Regions from separate parts of the Macaca mulatta genome. Here region 1 is linked to region 2. The links are chromatin contacts, called in public Hi-C maps. All regions are on one chromosome and are shown on one strand. The core of a region is the stretch at or near the end of the contact, and the rest is flanking DNA. Distances in the headings are between cores, read along the strand shown. Region 1 holds the start of MDH1 (malate dehydrogenase 1). Region 2 holds the start of UGP2 (UDP-glucose pyrophosphorylase 2).

Evidence for each region. Hi-C and Micro-C count contacts between places; a contact is called where the count stands out from the background.
Region 1: a contact with region 2 is called in a Hi-C map of liver, with 2.4 times the contacts expected there. The contact joins the promoter of MDH1 here to the promoter of UGP2 in region 2. A contact is called at or near these places in 2 of 14 Hi-C or Micro-C datasets (fetal cortex germinal zone and liver).

The regions. Positions count from the first base shown.
Region 1 is chr13:61,151,389-61,156,312 of T2T-MMU8v2.0, reverse strand. MDH1 (malate dehydrogenase 1) reads left to right here and starts at 3,155. Exons shown (of 10, transcript NM_001320106.1): 1 at 3,155-3,238. WDPCP (WD repeat containing planar cell polarity effector) reads right to left here and starts at 2,573. Exons shown (of 18, transcript XM_015112570.3): 1 at 2,393-2,573.
Region 2 is chr13:60,902,671-60,907,882 of T2T-MMU8v2.0, reverse strand. UGP2 (UDP-glucose pyrophosphorylase 2) reads left to right here and starts at 1,970. Exons shown (of 10, transcript NM_001261518.1): 1 at 1,970-2,053. The coding sequence starts at 2,035. LOC106992985 (a long non-coding RNA gene) reads right to left here and starts at 141. Exons shown (of 4, transcript XR_013402760.1): 1 at 1-141.

The sequences.
Region 1 (4,924 bases), core at 1,906-4,405, 250 kb before region 2:
CTAGACCTATAACAATTTTATATATGCTAGAGATAAAATTAATATGAGGTTACATAATTTTTTTTTTTTTTTTTGAGACAGGATCTCACCTTGTCACCCAGGCTGGGGTACAAGTGGTGCCAGTGCAACCTCTGTTTCCTGGGCTCAAGCAACCCTCCCACCTCAGCCTCTTGAGGAGCTGGGACTACAGGTGCATGACACTACACTCAGCTAATTTTTAAAAAATGTTTTGTAGAGACAAGGTCTCAGTATATTGCCCAGGCTGGTCTCAAACTCTTGGACTCAAGCAATCCTCTGGCCTTAGCCTCTCAAAGTGCTGAGATTACAAGTGTGAGCCACCACACCTAGCTGAGGTTAAATAATTTTATACTATAAAAAAGCATAAGATCTTGTGAGTTCCAAAGTGCCTTGGGTATCAAGAGCCAACATTCTATTTCAGGGATTTTAACTTAATGCTCCTTTAATATCTTTGCTGGATGTTGTTAGAATAGTATTTCAAACATTTTCTACAATTTGAATTAAATATTACCTTACTAAATAATGAGAGGCTGGGCCAAAAAAAAAAAATGTTAAGTATATCTCCAAATATAGCACAACAGTTTAATGCTCTGTTTGTGGCCTTAACAAAATATGAAAGTCTGCAACACATTCACAAACCACCTGGAGATTCAAACTCACAATGAACGTGCAATGACATATTGTGCTACTTGACATTAGCTATTACCAAAGACAGTTCAAAAGGAAGAGAACAGAGACAATCTTATTAGTATAATTGGAAATGTGCTGACATATCCACCTGACCAAACATCTTCTCTTGCAGTGTATTATATTACCTGAGAAAGGTAACTTATAATCAGTGCTAATATGCTCCTTAACCTGATTTACAAGGTCAACTAGCTATAAACAGAACAAGGCCCAGGAGCTACCATACAGGTGACTTCAATTCTGTATGTCTGGACTGGATGGGAATACGGGGGCTTACATGTTTGTGGCCTTGTTGGAGTATGGGAATAGGACTGCAGTGAGAATTCTGGTTATAAAAACTCTCCCTTGTAAAATTCACTGTAAATCAAGGACAAAAATCATGAGATTGTTTGTTTTATTATACTTTAAGTTCTAAGGTACATATGCACAACGTGCAAGTTTGTTACATATGTATACCTGACATGTTGGTGTGCTGCACCCATTAACTCGTCATTTACATTAGGTAAAATCATGAGAGTTTTAAGGACAAAAACATGGAAAAATCTTTCTGTTAGCAGCTAGTGGAATAATTCATTTAGGAGGAAAATGGGAGAAATTTTTCGTAACTGCTGAGAGTAAAAACTCGGAGAACCTAGGCTTGAGAACAATGTACATCTACTAATTCAGGACTAGACACATAAATTAGAGAGTTTTTGACATAAAAGTAACATTTGAAGTGATGCAACGCATGAATCAGCTCACTGAGGGATTGAGTATAGACAGAGAATACAGCCACCCCAATGTTAAGAGATCACAACTAAAAAAAATTTTAAAACTCGGAAGGACTGAGAACCAGTAATAAAAGAGGAAAACCAGGAAAGTATGTTGGCTGAGAGCCAAATGAATAAACGATACAAGGAGAGTCATTCAGGTGCATTAATAAATGCTAAAAGTAAAGCATTACATTCCTTTCCAAAAATAGCAAATCCTCAAACAGAAATAGAGAAAAATTGAAAGATATTACTTGGCATTCATTTATCAGTCACAGAGAAAAAACGGAAGTTCTAACAATGTTATCTAATCGAGATGTTTTATTCATTTTCATTACGTATATGCTGTGTATGGTACTCCCGAGCATCGTATCTTCCTTTTAACATCCACATGAAACAAGCTTTTAAAGAGCACAGCAATTCTCTTGGCAGCATTAATTGTAAAGAGAACCTCTTAAGTTGTTTTACCAGCTCAGACTGACTGACTAAACAACCAGCGTCTCCCATTCAGCTGCCAGTCTTTCCTCAGAAATGCCGGTTTGGCATAACTTTAAGACTCAAGATGGTATAAGGCGCACCCTGTTTCTTCCAAGAGAATGGGCAAAACTCAACATTCACGGAGGGCTTAGAGAAAATTAGATCCGTATACTGTGACGTCCTGGAAGGGAGAGGCTCACCTCCTACAAAGTAGATGCTCAATAAATATTTTTGATGTAATTCTGGAAGAGCTCCATTTGAGATCGGGAGTGCACCTACTCCAGGGCACCACCCCCTGCAGAATAGTTGCATTCCCACGCCCCTCATACTCCGCTCAGTAAAGGCACCCGCGAACTAGCAGGCATCCGCCCAGTGAATAAAAGCAAAGTGGGACGGCGCACCACCGCAGTCCGGACTCTTAAGGTTAAAAGACAACCCCTTGCCCTCGGGCCAGGGCTCACCTGCCTCGGGATGGGGAAGAAGCGCGACTCCTGGCCGCTTCGGAGTAGGCGTCCCGGCAAAACTCTCGCCTCATCACCAGACACTACCCGGGCAGAAGGTTCCTGTACTAGGTCCTTGGACCCGAGAGGGAGGGACAAGCTCACTTGGTCTCTTGGGTCTCCAGGCCGCCGCCGCCACCACAGTTCCCTCAGGTGTTACAAAGAGTCCGGGGTGTGCGCGAGCTCCCGCATCGTCGCTTAGCAACCTGAGAAGCTGTCCGGTCGTCCCAACTCATCAATTCCCCCGCCCTTCCAGAGTGTGAATCGTTTTTTAAATGATTTTGTTTCCGGGTCGAGCCAGCTTTACGCAGCGGAAGGTCTCTTTACCTCCCACGTTTACCCTCACGGGAGGACGAAGTCTCAGTCACGCGCGTGGGGGGTGATGTCGCTAAGGGGTCATTCTCTCCTCCCTGGAGTTACAAACAAAATCTCTCCCGCCAATTGCCGGGCGCCATCAGGCTGGTCCTTTCCTCCTGACCCCAAATCATGCGCTTGTCGTCGTCCTCCAATCACAGCGGCTCATCCTCCGGGACTACTTTGCAATCGGAGCAGAGCGCAGTGAGAAAGCAGTGAGAAGAACCCCTCGGATCGGGAAGTGTAGTTCAACACTTGAAGGAAACACTTTGGAGATTGCGCCAGAAGCAGGGCAGCGTAAACTACAGTTCCCAGAGAGCGCCGCGTCGGGAGCGGAGCGTTTTCTCGCTAACACCGCTCGCCCTCTCCGAGTCAGTTCCGCGGTAGAGGTGACCTGACTCTCTGAGGCTCATTTTGCAGTTGTTGAAATTGTCCCCGCAGTTTTCAGCCATGGTGAGTGTGGGCCCCGGGTTCCTGCCCACCTCTGGCCCTCGCGCCCTTTTGTGGGGTTTCTTGCACTTTAGGGACTTTTGGGAGGCAGCTGTGCAAGGCGCCGTCCTTCGCGCTCTTTGACAAGCTCGGACTCATCTTCTTGGGATTGTCGCAGTGACCCAGTAATTGGGAAGGGATTGATTTCCACCTTGCGGGGCATAGGGCGCTCTTAGGAGGATTCTGGAGAAGTAGTTGTCCTGGGAGAGGCGCGATCTTAATCCTGCTGCATGGCGGGAGGACAGAATACGACGCTGCAGCTATTTTCCAAAGGATGTTACGGGGTTTGTTTGATAAGGACAATAAGGTTTGCGATGGGAGGGAAAGGTTGGGTGCTAACCCCTTTTTCTCCTCATTAGCCCAGTGTTTATAAGAGCTTTTGTCACAGGGCCCTTGAAAGCTAAAAGCTGGAAAGGTAGTATTTACCTGGTGGTCCAGATTACGATCTGCGTTTGCAGGAGACGTGTTTCCGCCATGTCTGATTTCTCAAAATGTTATTTGGAACCCGTTCATTGACCTGTTTTGTAATGCCAGGATATGTTGAAGTGACGGCATCAGTAGCCAATAACTACTGCGGATAGTCTTTGTTGAACTGTATGTAATGAATTCCAGAAGCACCTCTTTTAAATGTAACAGAGTAACCATTTTGTCATGGAAGACCTGGATAACCTAGATCTCCATCGCTTGTCTCTGCAGAAAGGAGGGGGTTGGTGAAGGAACTCTGACGTAGGAATATTCAGCGTACTGCTTGAAGGTGACATTTGTCATCAAACTCAAAGAAATCGCTTCCTACTATCAATACAATTGCTTGTATTTATAGTTGCGACTGTTTTTCCTACTTTGTGTCCAAAATACTAAAATGGCTGGAGAATGTGGAGAAATGTTTGAATAAATTGGAAATTTCCCAGAATCTGAAAAGACAACGTTTTCAAGGCAAGGGCATTACTCTCTCTGCCTGTGTAACGGGGCCAGTGGAGACAGCTACTAATTTCCAGTAGGTGTTAAACCTAGGTTTCCTATATATTTTGTCACATAATTAGTCATTTAAATTAGGTTTCAGTGGTTTCTGTCCTAATAATCTTAGCTAGAAAGCAGAGGTACTTATTATGTGAGAACCTTGGACTTTTTGCTTTTCGAACTGAATGGGATCTTTTAAAGGTCATCTTGACGAATCTCCCCACTTCACATCTTAAAATTGAGTTTATCGAGACCCAGAGAGAATGTGATTTGTCCCAAGAGTCTCACACTCTTGCCATCTTTTCTATATTGTGTCTTACACTTATCAAGCCTTTCTGAATTTTTATTTTTATAGGGACCACCGCAGTGAGGTCTTGCAGCGGGGGAGAGACGGTGTACTCAACTCCCTGAAAACTTAATTTTTACTAACTGAGATTCTGGATGAAGTTACCAGTTCATACTGCATATACAAACTCAACTGTGTTATCAGCATATAGATTACTTGATAGCTTTATTCCTTGCAATTCAAAATATTGGAATTCTAGAATTAAAAGGGGATTTGGAGAATATATTATCTACTCTTATAATGTAGTCTGGGGAGGTCAGATAATTTTCTTAAGGTCACAGAGAGATTTTGGGCCCCAGATTCTTAGCTGGTTTTCCCTAGTAAGGCCCCACCGCTGGAAGGTCACT
Region 2 (5,212 bases), core at 721-3,220:
GCCAGGCGCACTGAGTCTTAGGTGCAGGTGGGGTTGGTGATACCAGGTGTGATTTGACAAGCCGTGGGCTGGCCCTGTAACAGTCCCCAGGCTGGTATCAAGTTCCGTGTAACATCCTCTTTCCTTGAGGACTTCAAGAATCTACCAAAAGAAAAGCACCTCTTGACGAGTAACTTAAGCCAGTTTCATGTTGAATAGAAAAGTAAATGCCTATTACAGCAGAAATCTCTACAGGATTAGGAACTGGGGCAATGGGGATGGTGGTGGTTCCGGTGAGGGAGGCTTCACTTGTCACTTTCAACGCCTAAACCCTCCTTTTGTTAGCTGGCCCCACACAGGCCACTGCCTACTCCCTAACGCATCCTCACCTTCCCCCAACCAGATGTGATGAGGGGAGCAAGCGTCCCCTGAGAATCGTCTGGGCTCCCTCGGGACAGCTGCTGTGGGGAGCTCCGGCTCTATCCGCAGAGCTTTCTTCAGTCCCTACTCAGCGGGAACCTTTTTACCGATTGGAAAAATAACCAGTCGTGCTCAGGTGCTCTCCCTTACTGAGATATACCGGCGAGGCTTCCCTGGCCGCAACGCCGCCGTAGGGGCCGCTCCCAAGCGCGGGATCCCAGGGTACTGCTCATTGCCCAACTCCGACGAGCTCCCAATTGCCGCAACGCCCCGCCCCTTGCCACCTCCGCACATCTCATTGGCCAGAGCCTGCGTCCGCCTCGGCTCCTGACTGGTGGCTGCGCCTGTCGGTCTGTGCGGCAGGGACATTTCCGCATTGAAGGGGCTGCTCCTAATGGAGGGGGAGGGGAGGTGTTTAGGCGAAAGTGGGGGCTTTGGGTGTCGGGAGCCGGCTGACGGGTGGACAAGGGGGGCTTAGCAGCTGGGCTGCGACCGTTAGCGAGGGGCTCAAGGTGTGCATGTGTGAGGGAAGAGGGAGAGAGAGAAGGGCGCCTCAGAGGTGACTTTCTCTCAGCCTGCGAGCCTTCTTCCCGGGGCGCCATAAACGCCCCCAATTTCCCAGCTGCTAAAGGAAGAGGAAGGTGGGTCTCGCTGGCGGCTTGAGGAGGGGCGGGGTTGGGCTTCCGGCGATCCCCTGGATGGGTGTGTTTTCCCCCTCTCGCTGGCCCGCTGTGTAGTCTCAGAGGCGGAATTTGGGATTCTGAGGAGCGCAGTGCAGGCGGGGCGAGAATATGTGGGAAGGGTCAGGGCCCTTCCTTGGGACTCCCGCGCCGGTGCACGGGTCTATCCCTAGCCGGTTACCCCTTAGTGTCCGCTCGGGGGAGGGGCAGCGTAGCCTTCGGCCCTTCCCGAGGAAAAGCTGCGGCCAGGTTTCACTGCTCGAGGCGGGAAGGCAGGGAGCTGAGGCCCCGACGGGTCGGCCCGCCAGAGCGTGGAATTGGTAGCGCCTCCTAGTCCCAGGATATTTATGGCTGGTGAAAATGGTTGCACTGCCCCCGCTTGCCGGCCTCGCCCGCCTCCCCGACCCCTGCTTGGGCGGGAGCCGCTGTTAACCGGGGTTTTCCGGGGAAGCGGCTTGGGGCTGGACGGCGGCGCGGGGAGGGGGCAGCTAGGGGCGCGGCCTGCCAGTGCCTCCTGCAGTCCAGCCCCGAAGGGCGTGGGGACTTGGGGGCGGTGAAATAGCCGCTGTAGGTCCGCCTCTTTCATTGATGAAATTTAAGTTCGTGTGGTTTTACCTTTTCCGGGAGTCTCCAGCTGGCCCTCATTTGTGTCAGGAGCTTAGGAGTTCCCAAGTCGACTCAGTCGCACCAAGTTTCCATCTTTTGGAATTGGAGAAGGAATTTCTTTCTTTTCTTTTTCTTTCTCTTGTTCTTTTTCTTCCTTTTTTTTTTTTTTTTTTTTTTGAGCCAGTTTTAATGGCTTTTAATAAATACTCCCTTAAGTAGTTAAATATAGGAGGAGAAAGAATACGTCGGTTGTTAAAGCGGGAGAGGAGGAGAGACCTGCCCTATAGCGTGACTCCTCTAGAAAAAAAAAAAAAAAAAAAAAACCGGAGTATTTTACTAAACTCCTAAAATGTCGAGATTTGTACAAGGTAAGAAATGCTGCTGCTTATATCCCGAGTTGCTTCAGCCGAATTTCGGTACTGACAGTGGAGAGGTTGGTGGGTGGTTTGGAAGTGGAAATGTTCATTTGAGATAACATTTGCGAAACCCTTTTCGTTGAATTGTCATCTGAGCTGCCTTGAGCTGCTGGGTTGACGTTCCAGACACGTATAATTTATGCTCCTGTACCCTGCTGGGTTTAGTTTTGCCTCCCTGAAATCAGGTTAGTAGTACTGTCGCTCTTCTGGATAGTGGCTGTAAGTGATAAAACAGGATTTTGGCTGCTGATTAATCTTGTTCTCTTTTCCTGGTCTGTGTCAAGGTACCTGTGCGTGCACGCAGACGGGAAGGGCTGGGGAAGCGGGAGGATTGGGAAAGGCCAGGTGGGTTTTGCTGGGACTGTTGGGGAAGCTTTAGTGTTCGCTTCTACTCCGTTTGTGTGTACGTGGTTTGCGTCTCAGATTCACTTATTGCGAAACCGGGAGTAGCCCGAAGAAGCTGGAGGTCATTTCAGCTGGAGAAATGACTTTGCTGCATTGCTGTGTTTATTTTTTTCCCTTTTTGAACTATGAAAAGATGATTAAGGTTTCTTTCAAATTTGAAAACTGTCCTCTAAATTCCACATGTGTATTAAAAAAGGGTTAGGGAATGCCACAACTGAGATTATCAATGACATTGTGTGTATGAATGCATGTGTGTACGGTGCACTCATTGAAATTGGTGCTGCCATAAACCTTTGACACCAGTTTGTAGCATGAGATTTGCCTTCTGGTATGCAAGTAAACTCTTTACTTGTAGGCTCCAGTGTGTGAAAGCTTCAGCCATCTTGATGAACACACAGCTAGTAAAGTTCACAAACACTTACTGTGCTTCCTGATAAATGTAGGTGTACTTTTGGGAAAAAAAAAAGTTGTGTCAGTAATGGCCATCATTTGACCCTGGGAATAAAAATGCCTTTCTGAGTTCTATATCACTTTATTGAGTCTTCTTTAAATTTTGTGTGGTAGATTAAAGAGAATTCGACTGCTTGTGTTATTATCGAAACAGATCGAACACTATGCTTGTCTTTAGCACTAAGCTCAGAAATGTCACTTTTTATTAGACTTCCAAATTCATGTTATACCTTATATGTGGTAAGAGATGCTTATGTTCTCATTGAGTAAATGTCTTATTCAAGAAGAGAAAGGCAGAACTGTTAGAAACGTACTGGTTTTGTAATAACAATATTCAGTTACCATAAAGGCGGTATTTTGCAAGAATATGCTAGGTAAAAGTGGACAAGTTACGTCTCTTTAAAAGTTAGAAATACTATAACCCAAGATGTTCCATGTAGAGTTATGCTTTAGAATAGGTTGCAGAATTGGCAAGCATTGACTGATTTCACAGCCTTTGCTTTGTAAGGCCAACTGTCCTCAGGAGATTCAAAATCAAGTGGTAAGAATGCTGTGTATGTTTGTCATTACTTTGTCATCCACTTTTTTAAAAAAACTTTTTATATTTTGGAATACTTCTGGATTTATAGAAAAGTTGCACATTTGTCAAAAGTTAGAAATTAACATAGGTACATCACTGTTAACTAAAGACTTTGTTCAGATTACCGTTGCCATGATTCAATCCTAGATACCAGATTGCATTTAGTTGCCAGCCACTTTTTTTTCTTTCCTTTTTTATTTTTTCTTTTTCTTTCTTTCTTTCTTTTCTTTTCTTTTTTTTTTTTTTGGTCAAGGTCTTACTGTGTTGTCCACGCTGGAGTACAGTGGGTATTCACAGAAGCAATCATAGTGCACTACAGCTTCAAGCCCCTGGGCTCAAGCTGTCCTCCTGCCTTAGCCTCCTGAATAGATGGGATTTAGGCATGTGCCATAGCCTATGGTTGCCATACATTTTTACTTTAAATGGTAGTTTTCCTTTTAAGATGGGCAGTTTTACACAAAAATATGACACCTCGTCAAAATCTTTTGACATGAATGTGCTCCTGTTTATCGTTGTTTAAATTTTGTACAGTGTGAGCCCTCTACATGTTTAACTCTGCTGCTGTTATAAATGATAAACCTCATTGACAAATGACACAGCTGTCTCCACAAAAGAGCTTTCAAGTATAAGGGTTGGAAATTTTGGTTTTGATTTTTTTTTTTTTAAGCAAATCAAATTCTTTATCTTTGCTGCAGAAAATATTGATATTTCCAATCACTGACACTTAGTAGTTCATGCTCCTTCACAGGGGAGTTAACTAATGTTAGGTTTCTAACTATTTTTTTCATGAATTTTCTCATTAAGCTTTATTAAGAGTCCTGAGATGTAGATTTTTAGCCTGCCCTTACAGGTGAGGAAAATTGAGTATCTTGTCCAAAGTTCGCAGCTTGTATAAATCACTGAATTTTTTTTTTTTTTTTGAGGCAGGGTCTCACTTTGTTGCCCAGGCTGGAGTGCAGTGGTATGATCACAGCTCACTGCAGCCTTGATCTCCCCTACCTCAGCCCCCTGAGTAGCTGGGACTACAGGTGCACACCACCATGCCTGGCTACTTTTCTCCTTTTTTAAAGAGACGGACTTTCCCTGTGTTTCTCAGACTGGTCTCAAACTTCTGGCCTTAAGTGATCTTCCAGTCTCAGCCTCCCAAAGTGCTGGGATTATAGGTATGAGCTGCTAGCGCCCAGCACTGAAATTCTTATGTGAATGTGTCTAAAACCCTTGTCCTTCCTGACATCTTTTGTTGCTTCTAACATTAACAACTGTGGAAATGGCCTGTTTCTCTAGCTAGACTGTCAGTTCCCATTGGGCAAAGATAATATTATATCCTTGGGAGAAATAACAGTGTTTTGTAAGTGGTGGATACTCTAAATGAATTTGTCATGGTTGACAAATGAGAAGCCCACTTAGCACTTTCCATGTACTGTTTAGTAGGTTATCTTACATTTTTGGTTGTAGTTTTTATAACACTTCTTAGATTACATAGATGTTGAGAAAGATGGAAGGGTACAGACTTAGATTTGAATACTGTTACTAGCAGGTGATCTTAGACACATAACTTTCAAACCTCAGTTTCTTCTTAGATAAAAATTGGGCAGTAATGCTTATGCCTCAAGGTTATTGAGAAGCTGAAATGAGATGAACTCTGTGGATGTGCTGGGCACATATTAGGTGGCCAG